2 separate regions of the Arabidopsis thaliana genome follow, and region 1 is linked to region 2. A link is a contact called in public capture Hi-C data. All regions are on one chromosome and are shown on one strand. The core of a region is the stretch at or near the end of the contact, and the rest is flanking DNA. Distances in the headings are between cores, read along the strand shown.

Region 1 (3,953 bases), core at 558-3,057, 46 kb before region 2:
TGTATAGTTAGATTCACTTTTAATTTAAATATCGATTATATTTTTTTCATGTATAAATCTTCTTATCTATATACCCTAGATTCTAATCTTTTTAACTATCATGAAATACTTACATCAATAATATATGATAAAATGGTATGCAATTATGTTACTTATTTGGTTTAAAAGTTGCCTAACTTGATTCTAAGCAAACAATTTATTGTTCCATGTATTCTCTACTAATCTAATATTCCAATCACATCATGATAGGTTCTTGTGGAATAACATAATGTATAACTATAATTTCTTAGCTAAATATTGAATTGACATCATTTGAATAACATAATGTATAATTAACTACTCATCTGTTTTAAATATTTTCACATAAAAGAAAAAAAGAAGGCAAAAATAAAAGAGTATTTTAAGTCAACATTTTTAGGTTTCTCTTTTTGCATTTGCATATAGCCATATTGGAGAGAGTGTCGTTTATTTAAATTTTTGATAGATCTAACGTCTCAAAAGACCATTACTTACAAAAACATGTATGTCATTATTAATGTTACCAATTTATCATAAAGCACAAAAAACATATCATGTAGACAAAAAATGTAATAAAAAAAAGACTAAGTTAAAATTACTAAACTAAAAGAGGTTAAGTAGCAAACAGCTAAGTTGCAATACACGAAAATTTCTAGTCGTTATAAAGTAATGACTATTAAAAAAATAGCAAAATAAGAAAAATAAAATGAAAATAGTGTTTGATACATTAAAATAATTTTTGTATTTTTTCTTTTAAATGAAGATATTTAGTTAAGAGTGGGATTATTAATGGATGATTCAATGCAATGTGAAAATTTTAATTTATTATCACTAAGTTTTATTTTATTTTAATAATATTAATTTAGAATGATATGTAGCATTCACTGGTGTGATGATGTGTCATTCATAAGGAAAAAATTGGTCAACTTTTATATATATGATTTCTTTTCCTTTCTAGCATCTCGATTTTATAGCAAATTTCATCAACTTTTTGTTGATAACTAACATTAAATGAAGTCAATGCTTGTTCATGTATGAGGACCAATCTTCCTAATTTGACTACGGGCGTTAACCAAAACAGAAAATTAATTTTAACTCAAAAGCGGATTCTTTAGTTTTATTTGATATGCATGACGTGGAAATCATTCAAATTAGTTTTGAATGTACTCTATAATATTATTGTCAAACAATGATTTAATATGAAGATATCAATTTGTACTTTAAAATGCATTAATCTAAACGATTATCTGGTTCTTTAATTATTGTTTTTCTATCGTACGTGTATATATCTCAAACTAATATCTTTTGAGTTAGGCATTTTGTACACTACTAAAATAACACTTTTCAGCTCAAGTTATTCGATTTAAAATGGATCAATCGAAATTTGAGGAGTTTTTTCATTAAAATCTTTATTTAAAAATAGAAGATATCTTTTTTTTTGTTTCGTTTCGAATCTAGCGAAGTTGGAGACCACTTTATAAATCATGTAATGTGCCTAATTTTACTACGTTAACTAAACAGAAAATTAATTCGGACTGACCAAGTAACCAGAAAAAAGTCGTGAATTTCTAAGTGTGATGATGTTAATGCTAAACATGAAAACAAAATTGATTTAAAAAGTTAATACAGACAGAAAAATATACGAGATGGCATTTGGCAAAGATAACATAAGCGACCATTTAGTATGGGTATCAATCGGCTATACTAAAAAAAAAAAAACGTCTGATACAATTTTTTTATGCCATGATATTAACGAGATCTCTTAAATTTGATTTCGCCATACGTATAAAGCATTATTATTTATACACAATATTCAGGCCCAGATCGGCCCATTAAAATTGTTGGCTGCTTGGATTAATCCTAGCTAATGATCAACAGTATAAATATAAACTTGAGGTCACAAAAACCAAAATCATCCATAACCCAAAAAGAGTCACTTCCGTGTCACAAGAAACCATGAAACTTTCTCTTCATCAACCACTTCTCTTCTTCTTCTTAGCCAGCGTCCTCCCATTAATCCTGACCGTCCATTCTCAATCAGACGACTCAGATTTCATCCGTACTAGCTGCAACACCACATTATACCCTGACCTATGCTTCTCTTCTCTTTCCTCCTTCTCTAGCTCTGTTCACAACGATCCAGCCCTCTTGGCTCGAGCCGCCATCTCCGTCACTCTCACCAAGACTCTCGACTTAGCCTCATACCTCGCCAATATCACCACTCTCCAGCCAGAGAGCAACGAAGATGGTGCTCACCACCCAACCGCAGCCGCTGTTTTTCACGACTGCTTCGACAATCTTAAAGACGCGGTCGAAGAAATGAAAGGCTCGATGAAACAGATGAGGGAGCTGGTCTCGACTGGCTCGCTCGAGTCCTTCAGGTTCCAAATGAGTAACGTGCAGACGTGGCTCAGTGCGGCTTTAACTGATGAGGAGACTTGTACGGACGGATTTAAAGACATTCACGATGAGCCGAGGAAGGATGACATATGCGCACGGGTCGATGACGTTAAAAAGATGACTAGTAATGCGTTGGCTCTAGTTAATCGATGTGTTGATAAGGCCATACATTGATCATTTTATCATTATTCACTAAATATTCTTCTTCTTTTTTTTCTTACTTGAAAAAGAAGTTATTGTTTAAATGTTTTTGGTTATCACGCGTGCATGATAGAGATATAATAAGATAAGCCTGTTTGTGATTGGCTGTAATGAAATAGTGATATTATGTAGTTGTTAACGCTTTTTGTTTGTCGAAATTACGAAAAGAATCAAGTGTGTGTAAAAAGAATTAGTAGTCAATTATTTCTTATATCTATTTGTCCTTTTACTTCTGTTTTTTTTTGTCAAGCGATTTTGTCCTTTTACTATAAATCGTTTTAGAAGGTTTCAAACAAATTAGAACATCATTATGAGGTACAAAATTGTATGAGCTGCTTTTAGCTTTCTGATCGAAAAAAACAAGAAATAAGTTGACTTTATTTGAATTTAAAATTTAGTGGTGGACAATATAAATTTATTGTCGTTGTGTAGTTAATTCAAGTGGTGATAAAAAGTATAGAAAAAAAAATCAGAAGAATAAAATTATAAAAGTCTAAAAACTGCAATAGATAGGTTTAAAACGCAAATTACCAATTATAACCTAAATGACACACATTATATAATTAAGCAGTTTTCTCTTTCAGTAATAAGGTTTGATATACAGGCTACAAATAAGTACTACTATCTCTATATTCTGACTTTCAAAGTGATGAATAAAGCACACTATTGATATCTAATGGCGGCTAATGGTGCTCCATATATTAAAAAGAAGTATATAGTGGCTAATGTATGCATGCGCTGGAAATCCACCACTATTAGTCTATTATACACTGACGTTATATGTTAATGCTGGACAAGCTATAGAGGTAATTCTAATATTCAATATGTTGCAAATTAAGCTCATACAAATGATAATCTAATGTTTTGTAACATGCATACACTTATATTTTTGTACCCATTTTCGAATATATATGTGATATGTGCGTATGTCGGTATGTGTATAAACGTGTGTGTGTCTGTGTGTCACCACTGTTTTCCAAGTCCGGGAATATAAACTATAGTGTTTGGTCCACCAAACGTAGATTCGTATACATGTGATTTATTCATATACGATACACCAACCGTAAATGTTAATGATTAATTATAAGAAAATCTTCGTTAACATGATGATCAGAGATTCAAATTCAAAACCAATTATTAATTTAAGTTTCTGTATATCAATTTAAGTTTTAGTCTTATTAAAATCTTACTTTATAGGTTAATATATGAGAATTCTAAGATTTCCGAGTCTAGTTACTAATAAGAAAACTTTAATAATCTTATATATGTATATATATATATATATAATTTGGTTTGTAATATCAAATATTTTACTACTAATTAAAAGCAAATTA
Region 2 (3,973 bases), core at 650-3,149:
TGAATATGTAAAGAATGCTTTTAATTATGGTCGTTTCGTTTCTTTCACCAGAAACAAGGAATGTCCGAGATTCACTTATTAAATTAATATATACTTGATCTGATTCACACGAAAAGACAATCTTGGAGTATCAAACTATAATATCACTTATTATACTTTGAATTACTAGGAATTTTTATCCTCCGATTTCATAATGATCCTACTAACATTGGATCACAACAAGTTGGCTCGGTTATGAATTTGGTTTGCAACATATACAGTTTTTCAACCGCTGTTAATTTTAGTGTTAATCAATTATCTTGGATAATTGTTGATGCAAGATCAGACATTATATCCATATATATAAATATGTTATATAGATATGTATTAATATCTTTAGCCAAAGACGATAAGTCTAAAATCATCAACATTTTTTGTCCGGGTCAATGTAACAACTAACAACTCCTACTGTAGACTAGCTAGTTGGTCGTCTGATCGTCTCTCTGTTTGTTAGCGATCTCAACGGGTACATGAACAGATAGTTATGCATTATTGATACTCAAATTTTCTTAGTTGTTATGTTTTTAATATGTAACTAGATTTTAATCCGCGGTACACCGCGGAGATAATTTATTTTTTTAAGTTAATATATATAAAAATTTTGCAAATTATATCTATTTATAAATTATTTTTATTTTATAGTTTACAATTGTTATTAAGTAACGTCCTTCCAAACCCGTTCCGCCAAACCCGTCCTGTAAAAAAAGCTCGCGGTACCCCGCTAATTTAAATTTATAATTAAAATAAATATTTTACGGGATTGCAATTGTGTTTTAGTTTGTCAAACAAAATTTTGTTTTAAATAGTTGTCGAAATCTAGTTCAAATTTTGAAGAAATAAGATTTAGTGAATTGATAAAAAATGTATTTAGTTGCGTTTTGCTCATTTTAAGGGATTGCAATTGTCTTTTGGGTTGTCAAACATTTTTTGTTTTAATTAGTTGCCGAAATTTAGTTTAAATTTTGGAAAAATCTGCGTGATATATGGGATTGGAATATATTTAGAATGTTTTTCGTTTGTTAATCAATTTATTGCTAAAAAACTAATAATTAAAAGTCAGTGGCAGCCTTTGTAAATAAGTTCCAACTCCAGGATTTATTTCACAAAATGGCTGCAAAAATGTATATATAGATTCACCCATTTATTTATTATTCATAGTATTATAGTACTATCTTCGTGTCTTTTTACTTGGTGTTTAAAGTTTTTGTACACCGATTGAATCATTTTTAATTTTATTTTTTTAAACATCAATTTATCTAATTAACCAATAGAAAAAATTATCTGTATATTATAAATCATCAAAACCAATAAAAAAAAACTAATTAATATTGCATTAAAAATTAAAAACATCATCTAATTTAGAACATTTTTTCCTACTATAACATTAACATCAACTAAATACGGAGAAAACGTTGTACTGAGGTTCTTGCATTTTAAAATTTTGGAAACTAAGAATGTTAAAAAAATTATGGTTACAAATATATATATAGTGTTATAATTAGTACTTATCGTACTTAATAAAAAAGATACTAATTAGTTGTTGTTATATTATTTTCTACAAAAATAAAATCATTCAACTAAAATGTTCTATTTGTCAGTCGCTTCACAAAACTATGCATCTACCATACCAGTGATCATAATTATAAAACTCTGTTTTTGTTTTTTGTCTTTACAACCACTTAAATACGTCATAGCTATATATGCATTATTACAAGTTCTCAAGGTGGCGCGCGAATGTTTTAATTAAAATATTATGTTTTTCTTATGTATTTCATCTTTAATCGAACATAGAAAATGTGAAAGATTTGGAGCATAGACACGAATCAGTTTTTTTTTTTTACACGAATCAATATTCATAGGGTAAATAATAGACAAACGCCAACAAAAAAAAAAAAGAGAAATTCACAACGGATTATCGGCTCAAATTACAAAACAAAAAAAAAATACAGAGACAACAGTATACGTGTAACTTTCCGAATTTTTTTTTTTTTCATATCAAAAATAAAAGATAGGCCAAGATAAGACCATTATAAAATGTAAAGACCGACCCGAAATAATACTCATGTTTAAATTATCAGCAAAGAGCCAAGAGAGGAAACATCACACATTGGTGACAAAAATTCTTAGGAAAACCAATTAATGGAGGTGCACAAGGTGGTTGCTCCGCCGCATAAGAGCACGGTGGCAAAGCTAAAGACAAAACTGAAGGAGACTTTCTTCCCGGACGATCCCTTAAGACAGTTCAGAGGACAACCAAACCGTACCAAGCTCATACGCGCCGCTCAATACATTTTTCCAATCCTCCAATGGTGTCCTGAGTACAGCTTCAGCCTACTCAAATCCGACGTCGTTTCAGGTCTTACCATCGCTAGTTTAGCTATTCCTCAGGTACGTACGTATCAAAAATCCGACGACGACCCATTTTCACGTTCCGATCAATAACGACCACCATTTTATGCAATTCTTGATTATAATCTTCGTCTTCTTGGTTTTCATAAAAACAGGGGATTAGTTACGCGAAGCTAGCAAATTTGCCACCAATCGTTGGTCTATGTAAGAATCTGAAAGTAAAATTGAATAGAATATACATGAAACATTATAGACCGTTACATAAACACGTGTGTTGATGTATGTGTAGACTCGAGCTTCGTGCCACCGTTGGTTTATGCGGTCTTGGGAAGCTCAAGAGATCTAGCAGTGGGACCAGTCTCCATAGCGTCGTTAATCTTAGGATCCATGCTAAGGCAACAAGTATCTCCCGTAGACGATCCTGTTCTCTTTCTACAGCTAGCCTTCTCTTCTACCTTCTTTGCTGGTCTCTTTCAAGCCTCTCTTGGAATCCTCAGGTTATAAATTTATATATTTACCTAAAAAGTTTTTTGTAGCTTTGCATGAACCATGATTTATATCTGTTGAAATATAGTGTGTTATGTGAGGTCAATATTGGGCCTGTGCTAGGCTAGTGGCAGTCTGTAGGGTTACATGTACACGCTAGTATTACTAAATGTTAAATGTCGTCGGTGCTTATATTAATTGCTTTTCAAGATTAGAAAACAAAGTTAAGATTGTTTTCAGGTTTAATGTTTGGGTAGTACATATTTACTAGACAATTATCATTATTGACCCTAGTCCAAAATATAATAAGCTTTTTAGAAAAAGTGATAAATAATCATTAATCAATCATATATTATTATTCTATCACTAGTGAAAAATAAATATTTTCATAAAATGTTCTAAGAAATATTAATGTGTATTCTAACACAAATATAAAATAATTCATGATCAAACAAAAAAGAGTAATTGCACCACCAAGTGGCAATGGAGAAGATGTTGTTTAAGAAAAAGAGACATTGTGTTAACTGTATTTATTTTTTAATATGTAGGCTGGGATTTATAATAGACTTTCTATCAAAAGCGACGCTAATAGGGTTTATGGGTGGAGCAGCCATAATTGTATCACTCCAACAGCTAAAGGGTCTGCTTGGGATAACTCATTTCACAAAGCATATGAGTGTAGTCCCTGTTCTCTCCTCTGTTTTCCAACACACCAACGAGGTTTAATTTCTCTTCTTCTTCTTTTTCCTAATTCCTGTATTTTAGTCAATTTTATTTACAATGTTACTATTATACAGTGGTCATGGCAAACAATTGTGATGGGAGTTTGCTTCTTGCTCTTCTTGCTCTCGACACGTCACCTCGTATGTTGCTTACCTCTCACTATTCATTTATCATTTTCATTCTCCCTCAATATGCATGTACAACATTTGTTACGATGGACCGTCATTGTTTCTCTCTATACGTTCTTCCCGCCATAAATAACGAACTAATTGTTTTGGAGTAGAAAAACAAATTGTTATTTCATCAAAAAGTTAAATATATAATTAATTTAATGACTTAAATAGCTATTACATACTTTGATCTGGTTTCCTCTTAA

Evidence for each region. Capture Hi-C pulls out chosen DNA fragments and counts their contacts.
Region 1: a capture Hi-C map of seedling shows a contact between it and region 2, with 1.6 times the contacts expected there. A contact is called at or near these places in 2 of 26 Hi-C or Micro-C datasets (callus and root), 1 of 2 datasets of targeted methods (shoot) and 2 of 3 other capture datasets (root and seedling).

The regions. Positions count from the first base shown.
Region 1 is chr1:8,232,873-8,236,825 of TAIR10.1, reverse strand. AT1G23205 (Plant invertase/pectin methylesterase inhibitor superfamily protein) reads left to right here and starts at 1,807. Exons shown (of 1, transcript NM_102169.3): 1 at 1,807-2,873. The coding sequence starts at 1,975. The coding sequence ends at 2,592.
Region 2 is chr1:8,187,160-8,191,132 of TAIR10.1, reverse strand. It overlaps AST91 (sulfate transporter 91), which reads left to right and starts at 1,899. Exons shown (of 11, transcript NM_102157.4): 1 at 1,899-2,427; 2 at 2,544-2,592; 3 at 2,678-2,885; 4 at 3,423-3,594; 5 at 3,672-3,737. The coding sequence starts at 2,179.